Regions from separate parts of the Anas platyrhynchos genome. Here region 2 is linked to region 1. Evidence: chromatin contacts called from public Hi-C data. All regions are on one chromosome and are shown on one strand. Each heading gives the region's core, a stretch centred on a gene start, on an enhancer-like site or on the middle of the called end of the contact. The rest is flanking DNA. Distances are from core to core; before and after follow the strand shown.

Evidence for each region. Hi-C and Micro-C count contacts between places; a contact is called where the count stands out from the background.
Region 2: a contact with region 1 is called in a Hi-C map of liver, with 6 times the contacts expected there. The contact joins two enhancer-like sites. A contact is called at or near these places in 3 of 8 Hi-C or Micro-C datasets (liver, skeletal muscle and subcutaneous adipose tissue).

Annotation. Positions count from the first base shown.
Region 1 is chr1:125,222,532-125,228,542 of IASCAAS_PekinDuck_T2T, forward strand. No RefSeq gene overlaps it. Among named protein-coding and RNA genes, the nearest start is that of SIK1, 67 kb to the left of the region's middle. Within about 2 kb of position 3,065, at least 3 of the 8 cell types and tissues checked have an H3K27ac peak or open chromatin away from gene starts, as enhancers often do.
Region 2 is chr1:125,279,399-125,285,409 of IASCAAS_PekinDuck_T2T, forward strand. LOC113842084 (a long non-coding RNA gene) reads left to right here. Exons shown (of 5, transcript XR_011805051.1): 3 at 5,557-5,650. Among named protein-coding and RNA genes, the nearest start is that of CRYAA, 11 kb to the right of the region's middle. Within about 2 kb of position 3,798, at least 2 of the 8 cell types and tissues checked have an H3K27ac peak or open chromatin away from gene starts, as enhancers often do.

The DNA of each region.
Region 1 (6,011 bases), core at 1,815-4,314:
ATGTCTGGTACTGTGAGCACTTTGCTGGGAGCCAGCGAATGACCCAAAATTTATTTTATTTTTCAGATGAATAGTAGCTTTGTTTGGATAGTCCGTGTGCAACGATGTCAACATTAAGGTGAAAAGTACTGGAGGGGAAGAAAGTACAGCAGGACGATGAAGGAGAAAAGAGAATGAGGAGTAATTGTGAGTGGAGGAAAAGGAAGGAGGTGGCTAGGAAGAAATGGTAAAGGCAGCAGCAGAAGTGAGAGAGGGAAGGGAAACCAAAATCCCCAGTCCACAGCAGGAATTGACGTGCCTTCACCTTAACCCTCACGTGGGGGTGAGGAGGGCGGGCAGCCAGTTATACCACGGGTGGCTGAATAACCAACGAGTCCTTACTGTTAACAGGGGCTTGAAATCTTTCTTTACTCTCAGACTACCCAGCCCTCTGAGACCATCCAGCCAAAAGCCCATTTATTTTTCTCTCAAGCACGGTTGTATTAATAGAAGCAGCTCAGGAAGCCCTCATCCCAGCACAGTTTCAACACTTTAGACAGCAGGGGGTCTTAATGGGATCTCCTCCATCCAGGGTGCCATTAGCTTCCTCCCTGTCTCTCCATTTTCCCCTTTCTAATAAAATGCTAGTCTAAACACACACTGGGGTGTTAAGAGGAGTGATTTCTACACGGGATGTGTGTGTGTATGCATGAAGGAGCTCTGACTTGTTCAAGCCTTTAGCTTTGAATGTTTTCACCCTTGTCAAAAAAAAAAAAAAAAAAAAAAAAAAAAAAAGAAAGAAAAAAGAAAATCCTACAAAGCCTGGGTGCCACGGTGCCCCTGTGGTAACCTGCACGGGGCCTGATGCTGCCCAGCTCAGCGCTGCAGCATCCCAGCCGGGCTGAAAGATGTCTTCACATCTGGGCTGTGTGAGAGCAGCTATTTTGCTTCCAGAAACTGCCTTATTAGCATCGCTGCAGCCTACGCAGGCATCTCCTTACCCAGTGAGCACTCACCTCCTCCCCTCGGCTTTCTGCCCAGGCAGGCAGGAGGTATTATTCCCGTCACAAAGGCACTGATGTCTGTGCCTTTTCTGGAAGGCACAGAAGCGGCTTTTCTGAATATTTGTACACTAGTGCGAAGAATGAGCGCTTTGGAAAAGGATTTTTCCTCTCTTCCTTGGCCTGATTATTGCCTGGCTTCTTGCTCTAGCTGTCTTATCTCACTATTTACCAACTAACCTGGCACACTGACCTTTTGGACTTCGTGCCGGCTTTTTCCTCCTTCTTCCCAGAAATGACGGCCGGCTTTCTGCGCAAACGCAGCCGAGCATCACAGGGCTTCTGCTCAGGAGACCATGCTTTCTGGACAAAACGAGCTACTGGCTGCACATTTCCAGGCAACTGGGGCATCACGAGGATGCACTGTTCAACTGCTTCCCGACATGAAGCTGCATGACGGCTCGCAAATTCAAAGAAAAGGAGTCCTCTCCGTACACCCACCTCCTGCCCCTGGTTTCCTCCCATTTCTCTTGAACCATTTGGAGCCAGAAAGACTGCAGACAGCTTTCCCACTGGAGCTGTAGGGAGCAGCTTGCTTCCACGTATGTGCCAGCCTGGGCTGCGTCGTGCCTCATCGGCCGTGTTTCGCTGAGCTCCCGCACCCGTGTGTCCAGCAGCTCTCCCCCTCCTGCAGTGGGGAGAGGATGTGAATCGGCAGCATTAAGGCAAACACCTCACATCCCCACAGGTCTTTGCACTTCCAGCTGTCCAAAATCAGACTTTCTTGCCCAGCCAGAGCGTTGTGACTACGGAGCAGAGCCCCCCAGGAACTGTGGCTGGTGTCAGCACATGCCTTGAAACAAGCCTGTGTCTGGGACAGGAGGCAGAGCAGATGTGGACACTACTATCGTACCAGCCTCTTTCCTTTCTGTCTCTTTTGTTCCTCCGAGTTCGTATTTTTGTGGGTAAACCCAAGCAATGCATGGCTTTGCTTCTTACTGTCACACACTTGGGCCACCCCAGGGAGTCACGACGCAGATTTTCCATTAGCGTCAAACGTACAGGGATTTATGAACTCCCATAACCTGGAGCTGATGAGAGCAGATTAGGGAGCAACTGTTTTTAGATAACTCGCATACCTAAGAAATCAGCTAATATAGGGCTGCCTGCTGACAGGTCACTTATTTCCCAAAGAGCGTGAGAGAATACCATGGTGACCTCCTCTTGTTCTATTGTCACTTTATTATACACAGGCACGTATACGTGGAGGGTTTGCTATTCATTTCTCTCCCTCCTCACACTGAGCTAATGCCCCAAGCTTTGTGCAGAAATCCTGCCCTAGGACTTCTCCTTGGTGCATCCCTTTGCATTGTGTCCGCACCAAAACACAAGACCAGACACATCCCTTTAATTTTAATATTGATAGCCATGCCAGTGGGTCCCAAAATAAATATATCGCCTTCACCACCTCCTCCAGATGGATTCAGGCTGCCAGTACCCTGTGTGAGTCTTGCCCATCTTCATTGCTGTAGGTTACCTCGCCCTCCAACCACTCTGCTAGGCAGAAAGGGCTGTCCCGTGTTTATATGTCCCACGGCAAACCATGTCCCACACCACAGAGTGTGAGGCTTTAAGGTGAGTGTCTTGTGCCTGGTCATGCAAGAATCCACCCCCCTAGCAAAATGAATACCTCCAAACCCGGTGCCTTTGACACGGGATCATCACCGCGTCCTTAGCAATGCAGATTGTTTGTTTTTAAGAAAAGTTTGGTTTAAAGCCCGCTGTTCCTTCCAGGATCATGTCGGCGATCTTTAGCCAAGGGAAGTGAGGAGAGATGTCCTCGGCCTTGGTGCTTTACCTGATGGAGGGGTTGTAAAGCATCAGAGCTGCCAGGAATGAGACACGTGGATTTTTTTTTTTTTTTTTTTTTCTGTAAGAAACACTGCTGTAAGGTTTTTCTGCCATGGGGAAGCAGAGCTAGCAGCCTCCCAGCACTCCCCCATGCCACTTGAGGGATCCTAGCAGTGCAAAGCCACGCACAGCTGCTCACTGCCAAGGTCAGCACCGCTCAGGCTGGGAGAAAACCTCCCCAAGATATCCACGACAGCCTTGTCCAGCTCAGATGCCCCTGCGTGCTTCGCATTTCTCAGTCGAGGCTGCAGCCCTGGGTCAAGTATTTCCTGGAGGAGCAGGCATTCAAGTACAGCCACCGATGTCAGCATCAAAAGCCCAGAGCATTTGGAGAGAAGATGGATGGACCAAGCTGAAATGTTGATGCAGCTTGCCATGACCTCAAGCAAAATTGAAGTAGATCTGGTGAATGGAGCTTAAAAATGTACATTTCTCCCCACTCTGCTGCAAGGGATGGCACCTACTCTGTAGGTCCTGGACCTACTCTGCTGAATTTCTGGGAATGGTCACAAGTGGCTTGGAAGTAGAAACGAGCTGGGAAGTGTCTGCCATCTGTCCCAGCCATCACTGCTGTTCTCGTTAACCCCAGGCTGAAGCGGGCACCCCTGCTGGCTGGATCTGTGTGACCTGCTGAGGGCAGAGAGAGTCCTTTCTCCCCCTGAGTGGAAGTAACAGGGCACAAGTGCGATTTTCCAGCAGATGGCAGGTCCATGGAAAGCAATGCTGGCTTAATGAGTTGTGTGCCACACGCCTCCCAGAGGAAAGCAGTAGCAAGCTAAGGATTTCAAAACGTCCTACTCCGGGTCATGATCTGAGCTGCTTAAAAATCCAAATGGTGCCTGGGAGGCCTGACAGGGGCAGAAAGAGCAGCCCGGAGTCCTGCATGTCTTTATATTTTCTGCTTCAGGTGTTTTGCTCCGTTTTGGAAGAGGCAGAGTAGGGGAGAAGAGGGAGTGCTGTCAGGCAGCTGGTTTAGCACCAGGAATCCCCCAGGTTGTGACCAGACCAAGTTGCCTGGTGTATGACACGCCTGCTGTATTCTGCAAAAGCACTCTGGTGCTTTTTCTGGTGCTTTTTTTTTTTTTTTTTTTCATTTCAGACCGGCTGGTGGGGCTGCGCTTTGATTAGCAGCTCTGCACACTTCTGCCTCCTGGGATCAGCCCAGCCACTGCAGTCACTTTTGGCATCCGCAACGGAGGAAACATCTCCTGCCAGAGGCCACCAGATTCCAGCCTCCCCCTTGCTGTCAGTCTGTGTTTTCTTCTGCTCCTGCCTCGTCTCTTATCTTCCTTTCCATCCCCAGGAGCGTAGCTCATGCCTCCGCAGATCCCTGTGCAGATCACATTCATCTCTTCTTCATTATCTCTGAGGGACAGCTGACCTGGAGAGAAAGGGTCAAACCCGAGCAAACCCTGGTAGCACTACCCTGCTTTTTTTTTTTTCCCTCGCTCTGAGCCTCTTTTCTGAACCCTGAAGTTTGGAAAAGGTGGTTGCAATTGTGGCTTGAACAGCTCAGTTGGATAAACCATTAGTCCTTTCCTGCTGTAGTTAAAGGCTTTGCAACCCTACTCTGGATGAATTGTCTTTTTTTTTTGTCTTTTTTTTTTTTTTTTTGAGGTTTTTGCTGTTTAACTTGGCTTTTGTGTGCATGAAATGTAGTGGAATGGATTACGGATGTGTGCAAAGATCTGTAAATAGCTGTTTCTTGCTTACAGCTGTGACTGTGTACTGTTTATCATGCTAAACGCATTCATTATTTCTTCCAGAATCAGCTATTGTTAAGTATTTAAAAACTTTTTTTTTTTTTTTTAAAGAAGTAGGAGAAAATCAAGCAAGGTAGGGGTTGGTGTTTTCTTTTTAAGACTTACTTGTAAAAAGTCAGGCACAAGCCAAGGCTTTTGGACAGTCTTACATCCCTTGAAAATAATATGCCAGGTTAAAACTAATCATATAAAGAACCTACTTTTAAGAATATGCTTTTCTACCATTTTACACTACCAGAGCTTTTTTGCCTTTCATGTGTCCCCTCTGTAATGGACATATGGAATTCCTAGGAAATGGTTTTCACCCAGAAAAAAATACTGATAAACCATCAAACACGCTGCGTTACTCCTGGAGAGGGAAAGCAGTCAAAGGAAAGCGAGCAGTGAGTTGGCGAAACAAGTGATTCTCCTTTAAGAAAAAGGAAAAATGCATGATATTTTGGGGGAGTTGCTAGTAATTAATTTATATATTTGACTTCAGTCATTTGTTTTAAACTTTGACCGTTTCCGTAAGATATTAATGACAGGAGTTTGGACTCGCTTGTCCTGGTATGTCATGCCTGCTTGCTAACTGTAAAACAAACACAATTTTAAAATGACCTGGAACGAAATCCAATTTTTAAATGACAATTTTAAAAAATGACTTGCATTTCACCCTTAGATGTAGACCGAATGTTTTCAAAATATCCTTCATGTGCTAGCTCTTCTTTGGTCTGTGTTCTTAAGAAGCTCGTGGAGCCTGGCATCGTGTCCCCCACGTGCACGAGGCACACGTGCTGCACCTCTTCTGCTTGACCCGAGGTGTTTAGAAGAAGACCCAATGAGTGTGTTGAATCTGCATTAATCACCCTTTGCTGCCTGGAGTTTCAGCATGAAGCACTTCCTTGTCGTGCCCATCAAGACAGGAATATCATTGCTAACAAACTCCTGGAGACCCAGCTCACATGGATGGAGCCTGTGCAGCGTTTGTCACGTTGGGTTTGAACTCAGCTGCACCAACGGAGCCCCACGAAGACACCGGCAGCTTTATCCACATCCAGCCAAGCCTGTCGGTGCTTTGTTTGCACAAGCCTTATCTAGCCTACCCCAATTGCATGCGAAGGCTTTTTGCTCCTGTGGCCTGATCTCTGCTATCTGCCATGCAGAGCGTTAAAAATGCCCTGGCCTCTTGTACCTTTTCGTAAAGAAGGCGCCGTGCAGGGCAGATAAGGGGCAATGCATGGCAGAGGCTTGGCAAACACTTTATGGTGCCACTGCCTCTGTGAGGCTGGGAGGTACAGCAGGCACGGAGTGTGCCTAAGGAACTGCGCCACGATTGCAAAACACCGAGCAGCAAGGTAGTTAAGGGCCATTTTCC
Region 2 (6,011 bases), core at 2,548-5,047, 58 kb after region 1:
ACGGGCTTTTATGTGGTGGCTCATAACAGCAGGGGACTGGATGGGGTGACCCGTGTGGTCCCGCGGTGTTCCTAAGGGCAGCAGTAGGAACTGCCAGCCTCCGAAATGCAGTGGGGAGCATTGCTGCCAGGCGAGAGCAAACTGCAGGCAGGGTAAATGTACAACCAGGGTCCATCAGGAGAGCCAAAAGCCAGCCAGGGTCGGTGGCAGCCAGCGAGCTTGCGGGCGCGGGAAGGACATTGCTTGGAAGCGGTACAGAAGACCTTGATGACTCCAGACACCTCTGGTGCGTGCCTGCGCAATGGTTACCTCAGTAACAGGTGGTAAAAGTCCCAGGAATAAGCTTTGCCGCCCTCCCTCTCCCCACCTGGCCCTGTTCACGGCACACTGATGACAAATAACCCCCTCGTCACGCAGCGTGGGCACACCACCGCTTGGAAAGGAGGGCTATTTTGCAAGGCTTAGCGGGATTTGTTTGTGCCTGCCAGGTCCCGCAGCCCTCCCAGCACGGCGGTGTCACTGTACCCGCACGGGCCGGGGTAAAGGGATCGCTTGATTCGTGTCAGCAGCTCGGTGCTGGTGAAGGTGCACTCGTTGCTCTCTCCTCTGCTGACAAACAACGTGGCTTTGTCACCCCTCAGCAGGCAGCGGGGACTTTCCAGGCGGCGTCCCACCACTGCTCCGCAGTGCTGTGCCTGGCAGCTCCCCTCACATAGTCTGATGGGGGACCTGGTGTCATATCTGGGGACAATCCGGGCCCTGTGAGCGCACCAGCAGCACCAGGGTTTGTCATCTTTCTTCTCCTGGCAGGGGTGGAAAGGGGACCCTCCGTGGTGTGAAAGCAGCATGCATAAAAAACAGAGCCACAACAGGCCGCAGGCTGCACCCACGAGGCAGCGGTGCTCCAGGCTGGCACCTGAAGGAAACTCAAGGAAGCACTGAAAGAATAAGCTCTTCCCTTGGGGAAGGCAGGGGTTTTCCACCCAGGCACAACCTTGTCTCCTGCCTCGAGGCCTCTTCTTCATTGCTGGGATAGTCTGGGCTTTCCCTGAGGACTGTCTGAATTCCCAGCTAGAGGGACTTTGCCCAAGAGTTTGGCTCCCCACCAGGACTTGCCTGCAGTCCTGTCCACCCCATGTCAGTCGGTGCTACCCCACCTTTTCCCCAGGGTACCCACCCACCAGGTCCCAAATACCATGAAACCCATCCTCCAGGCACAGACTTTCAGTCCTGGGGCTGCCATCTAATGGAGGGGGATGCTTGGGCTCATCACCACTCTCAGGAGAGCGGGGCACCTGCCCCCATCCCAGGAATACCACACACGAGGGGACAGAAAACGACCCAAATGATGGCCTCCCCAGGTGTGCCTGGCTTAATGTTCATTTAATCTGGCACGTTTCATTTAATCTGACTCTGGCCATCCAGGGATCTCACGGCCACCTGGGCTGCTCTGCCTGGCACTTCCAGGCTGAAAGCAGCCCCAGGATCTGTACATTGTGCATCAACAGAGCACTTTTTAATTTAAAAAAAAAAAAAGGGGGTAATGTCTAACCCACCGTAACAACCCTGGTCAAGGCTCATCTCTCAAAGCCCTCAGTGACTTGTAGATTGGCTTCTGTGCCCAAAAGCTCCTCCAATTTTCCCAGCTCTGCGAGTGGACATAATGAAAAATATTGCCTCTGTCTACAAACCTTTGACCTGGCTGTGTCCTGAGACATTGCAGCTACAGCAAAATATGCTGGAGGCCTCATTGTCTGGTTCTTTTCCAAGGTAAAGAAAGCACTTCACCTCGGATGCTTGAGAAACATGAGTTTGCATCTGATCCACTGGGGGACTTCATTCCACGGTGCAAACAGGCAGCGAGTGTCTCCTCTGTGCCCTGAACAGTGTGAGGGCAGGGCACGGGGAGAGGGTTTCCCAGTGTGGTAACACCAGGCTGGAGGCCTCTCTCCAGAGCATCCGTGCTTGCAAACCCTTCCTGCAGCAGCTGGCAGTGCAAGGCCTGTGGAAAAGAAACCACAAGCTCTATGGCCATGGATTTTTCCCCCAATTCACACCATCCGTCTTACTCCAAATTTTACAGGGTAAAACGCCGTCAGGCTCTGTTGTCTTGTTTCTTTTTGTTTTCTTTTCGTTTCTTTTTCATCTCTTGCCCGAACCAATGCATTGTCAGCTGCTCAGCTAACAGCCCGAATGTGCCAGCCGCACGGCTGGGCTGCCTTCTGCAACTACCCAGGCGTGAATCTGAACGAGCAGCTGACGTGAACAGCGCAGACCCCACCACCAGCACGCTCCAAGCATCAGCTCCGGGGAGGGAGAGCGGGGCCGTACGGACGCAAACTGATCCCATGCTGATTTCTGCTGCACTCATGATTATTTCTAGGGCAGCTTCTGCACTTTTATCTTATCGAACCAGATGGAAACGCGGGCTGCCTCTAGGTTTTGTTTGGGGTTTTGTTTGTTTGCTTGTTTTTCCTTTAAGTTTGTGTTACTGAACCATAAATGAGTCCATCTGTGGGTGCTGCTTTAGCTAGGACTTTGTTTCAGAGCTACCTGTCTGATCCCAGGGAGGTGCAGGAGGGCTGCTCCTTCCTGGGAAGATGGAAATCGATGTTCCAGACAGCTGCACTGGCACCATTGCTTATTTGGGTTCTCCATATAGGCCAGTCCGAACCTCTCTTACCCTGTGCTCCCTTCTGTGATGAGTTAAAATGACAGGGCATTGCTGGTGCCAGGATGAGCAAACCCAACCTAGGAGGCTTATCCCAAGGTGTCTCCTCTGCTGTGTGCTCCTGGAAGAGCTCCTGCCTAGCAAAAATCCTCAACAATCACTTTTCTTTACGAAATCCTTTCGCAGACTCCACCGAACCGCCTCTCCACGGAGGCACACAAATTGAAGCCAAGCTTTCTGCGTTACTATTTTCTGGACTGTTTGGAAGCAGTTTGTAAATTATCGGGGGAGAAAGGTCAGGCTGCTGCTGAACACTTCGGGAAGCCAGCATCGTGGAGAAGGGGCTGGCGTGCTTTGTCTGCAGTGGGAGAGGGTTCAGCACGCACATCCTCTGCAACACCCGAGGAGCCTCAGAGCAAAACCAGCAGAGACAAAGAGACGCGGCCCGAGTGCTTCTCCTTAAGTAAAAACAAACAACAACAAAAAAGCAGGAAATTAAACCCCAGACCTTCCTCAGGCAGTGCTGAAAACTATGAAGCAGGCTTCTCTCAGAGGTCCTTGCAGCTCACCTCGGGATACTGCTGGTGATGCCTGGTGGGTTTATCTCAAGATCTACACCAGCAGAGCCAAATCCCCTGCCAGACCTCAGCCAGGTGTCCCCCAGAGGAACAAAAGGGCCCAGAGCCTCCTGCTTGGGAATGGCCTGCGTGTGGGGAGGGCAAAGCACCCTTTTTATTGCAGAATCACAGGATGGCTGAGCTGGGAAGAGAGCTCTGGGGTAGCCTGCTCCAACCCCTGCTCAATGGATGTCAGAGGTGGGAGCAGGATTTGGGTTCCCAGCGACTTTTCCAGGGGTTGTTTCCCTGCAGCAGCGCGTGGAGTCCTGGGGTGAGGGGCTGGCATCGGGGTGGGGGGGGGGAAAGGAGAGAGCATGGGCAATGGGGCTGCACAGCTTCCTTCCGAGAGCACTGTCAACGAGAAAAGGAAAAATAAAACTGAAATAATTGCTGCTGGGAGGGGGGGAGGAAGAGAAACGTCTCTGGAGGAATACACAGGAGATGCCCAGAAAAATACCGAGCGTGACCTTTCGGTTTGGTCTTTCCTTTAAAGCAGAGAAGAGCGAATGCATCCCAAAGACATGGGGCTGCTGCCATCTCTTGGCCAACCTCGGGGCTCCTGAGCACGCAGGCACCCAGAGCTGCCTGATTTAGGGATCTCAAACACAGCCATTTCTTGCTCCGGCTGCTTTATTCTTTCCGAGAGGGGATTGCTGAATATGCAGAAGTCCTTTGGTACAGCGTCTCCGAGCTTCTGAACCTTTAAGGCATCAAGCCAACAAAATTGCGTGTGTGCAGCTATGTCAGAGGTGCAAGGTTTTGTGTGCACTGCGTACAGCCGAGCACAGGTAACTCTGACTTTACTACACGGATGCCCTTGGTCAACCAAAGACCTTGTGGGGGCAGAGCCCACGTCACCTCCCCAGCTGCATCTCCCAAATCCATGTGCAGCAATAAAAGGCATGGGGGTGCTCGGTGTGTCACTGTCACAGGCCTTTGAGGGCCTACTGGGTTACCTGGAGGTGCTCAGAGCCTCGTGCTGCTGCCAAATGCCATGTTTATGGCTTTCCACACCACTGTCATCGTACCTATCTGCCCGCTAGCCCTGTGCCCGTGTCTGTGGTCTCCCTGGGGCACAGCCCGAAATCTGGGGGCCCAAGGGAGTCCTTTGGTCCTCCGGAGCACAGGCAAGGCTGCCACCATGTGGGGACACAGCTCTGCTGGGAAATTGCTCGCTGAATCTTGGGGTGTCCCTCTGCCAGGAACATGGTGGGAAAAGCCCAAAGAAAATGGAAAAACTGGGGGCAGGAGGGGGAAACGTGGCACCCGCTGATCTCCTGAGCATTTACACCAGGTGTTGGTGCCACTGCCACCACCGTGGTGTCATCGGGGCCCTGTGGGAGCAGGGGGAATGGCCCCAAGGCCCCCTTCCTGACGCACCTCCCCCAGGATCCTTGGGGTAACGCTGCAGGGATTTCTGTGGAGGGGAAGCCAAAGCTGTTTCTGCTTTGCCTTGCTGCAGGCAAGGTTAGGTGATAAAAATGCAGCACAACAGGGACGGAAAATCACCCTGAGTGGCAAGCCCTGAATACAGAGCCACCCTACGCCGGGCTGCTTGGACCCTACAGGGTGCCACCAGCACCCAGTGGGCAGGGTCCCTCGCTGCCTTTCAGCCCATGGCCAAGTCATTGCTGAGTTTCTAGCCGATAGCTGGGGAGGCAGGTGGTGTATAAAGCTGCCTCTCTGTCCGTGCCACCCACGGAGGGATGGCAGCCCTCCTGCACGTGTCCTGCCCAGGGGCTGGGGGCTCTGGGGCTGGGGACAGCCAGGGGAGGCAGTGGGGACACGGCCCCCCCTGCATGATACAGCCGGCGTGTCCTCGTGCACTGGCTTTCAGCAGCCTCTCGTGTTTTTAATTAGCTAATGGATCGCCAAGGGATTTGAAATAAGCTGCTCTCAAAGCAGCGAGAGTCAGGCCTGCCTTCCCCAGGACTTGTCCCAAAGGGGTTGCAGCACGGGAGCTACCACCAGAGCTGCTGCCCCTCTGCGTGGCCCCAGTCCTGCCCTTGTTTCCTGCCATCAAGACTTCAACCTTCGGCCAAATGAGCAGAAAAAGGGGCCCTAAAATATCTGAAATCCCATTTCCTGGGACTGACAGACACACCCCATGCTGCTCAAACACCTGCAGGTAATGTCTTCGCACAGACCCGCTTCCTCCAGGATACCAGGCTTAAAATAAGTTTCCTCCTTTTTACACCGCTGGGAGGTTCGAGTGCGGGCTAAGTGCTTCTGGATGGTTCATTTCTCTCCTCCTGGCTCTCCTCATAGGGAGAAGAGATGCCAGCGGCTGACGGGGAGGCACAGAGGCTCCTGCAGAGAGATGCCCTGGAGCTCCCGGTGCGGTAGTGACTGCTCCCTCCTGGTACAAAGCCGTCCTTTCCCCAGACACACTCATTCACGCGTTTCCCTGGGAGATGGAAACTCAACAGACTGCACATTTTTTGGTTGAAAGCTTTGGAATTGCCCGATAATTAATCGCAGTAAAAATAGGTTAAAAATAGTGTTAGACTCCTGGGGGATGCCTTGCTTTCTAATTAACAGACAACCATCTCCCTCCTCAGGCACGCTCCCTCCCCTCCTGCCCCTTATTCCTGCAGCACATCCCTCCTGAGGAGAGGAGAGGAGAGGAGAGGAGAGGAGAGGAGAGGACAGGACAGGACAGGACAGGACAGGACAGGACAGGACAGGACAGGACACTCTCCATACCATGAGAAAAACAAACT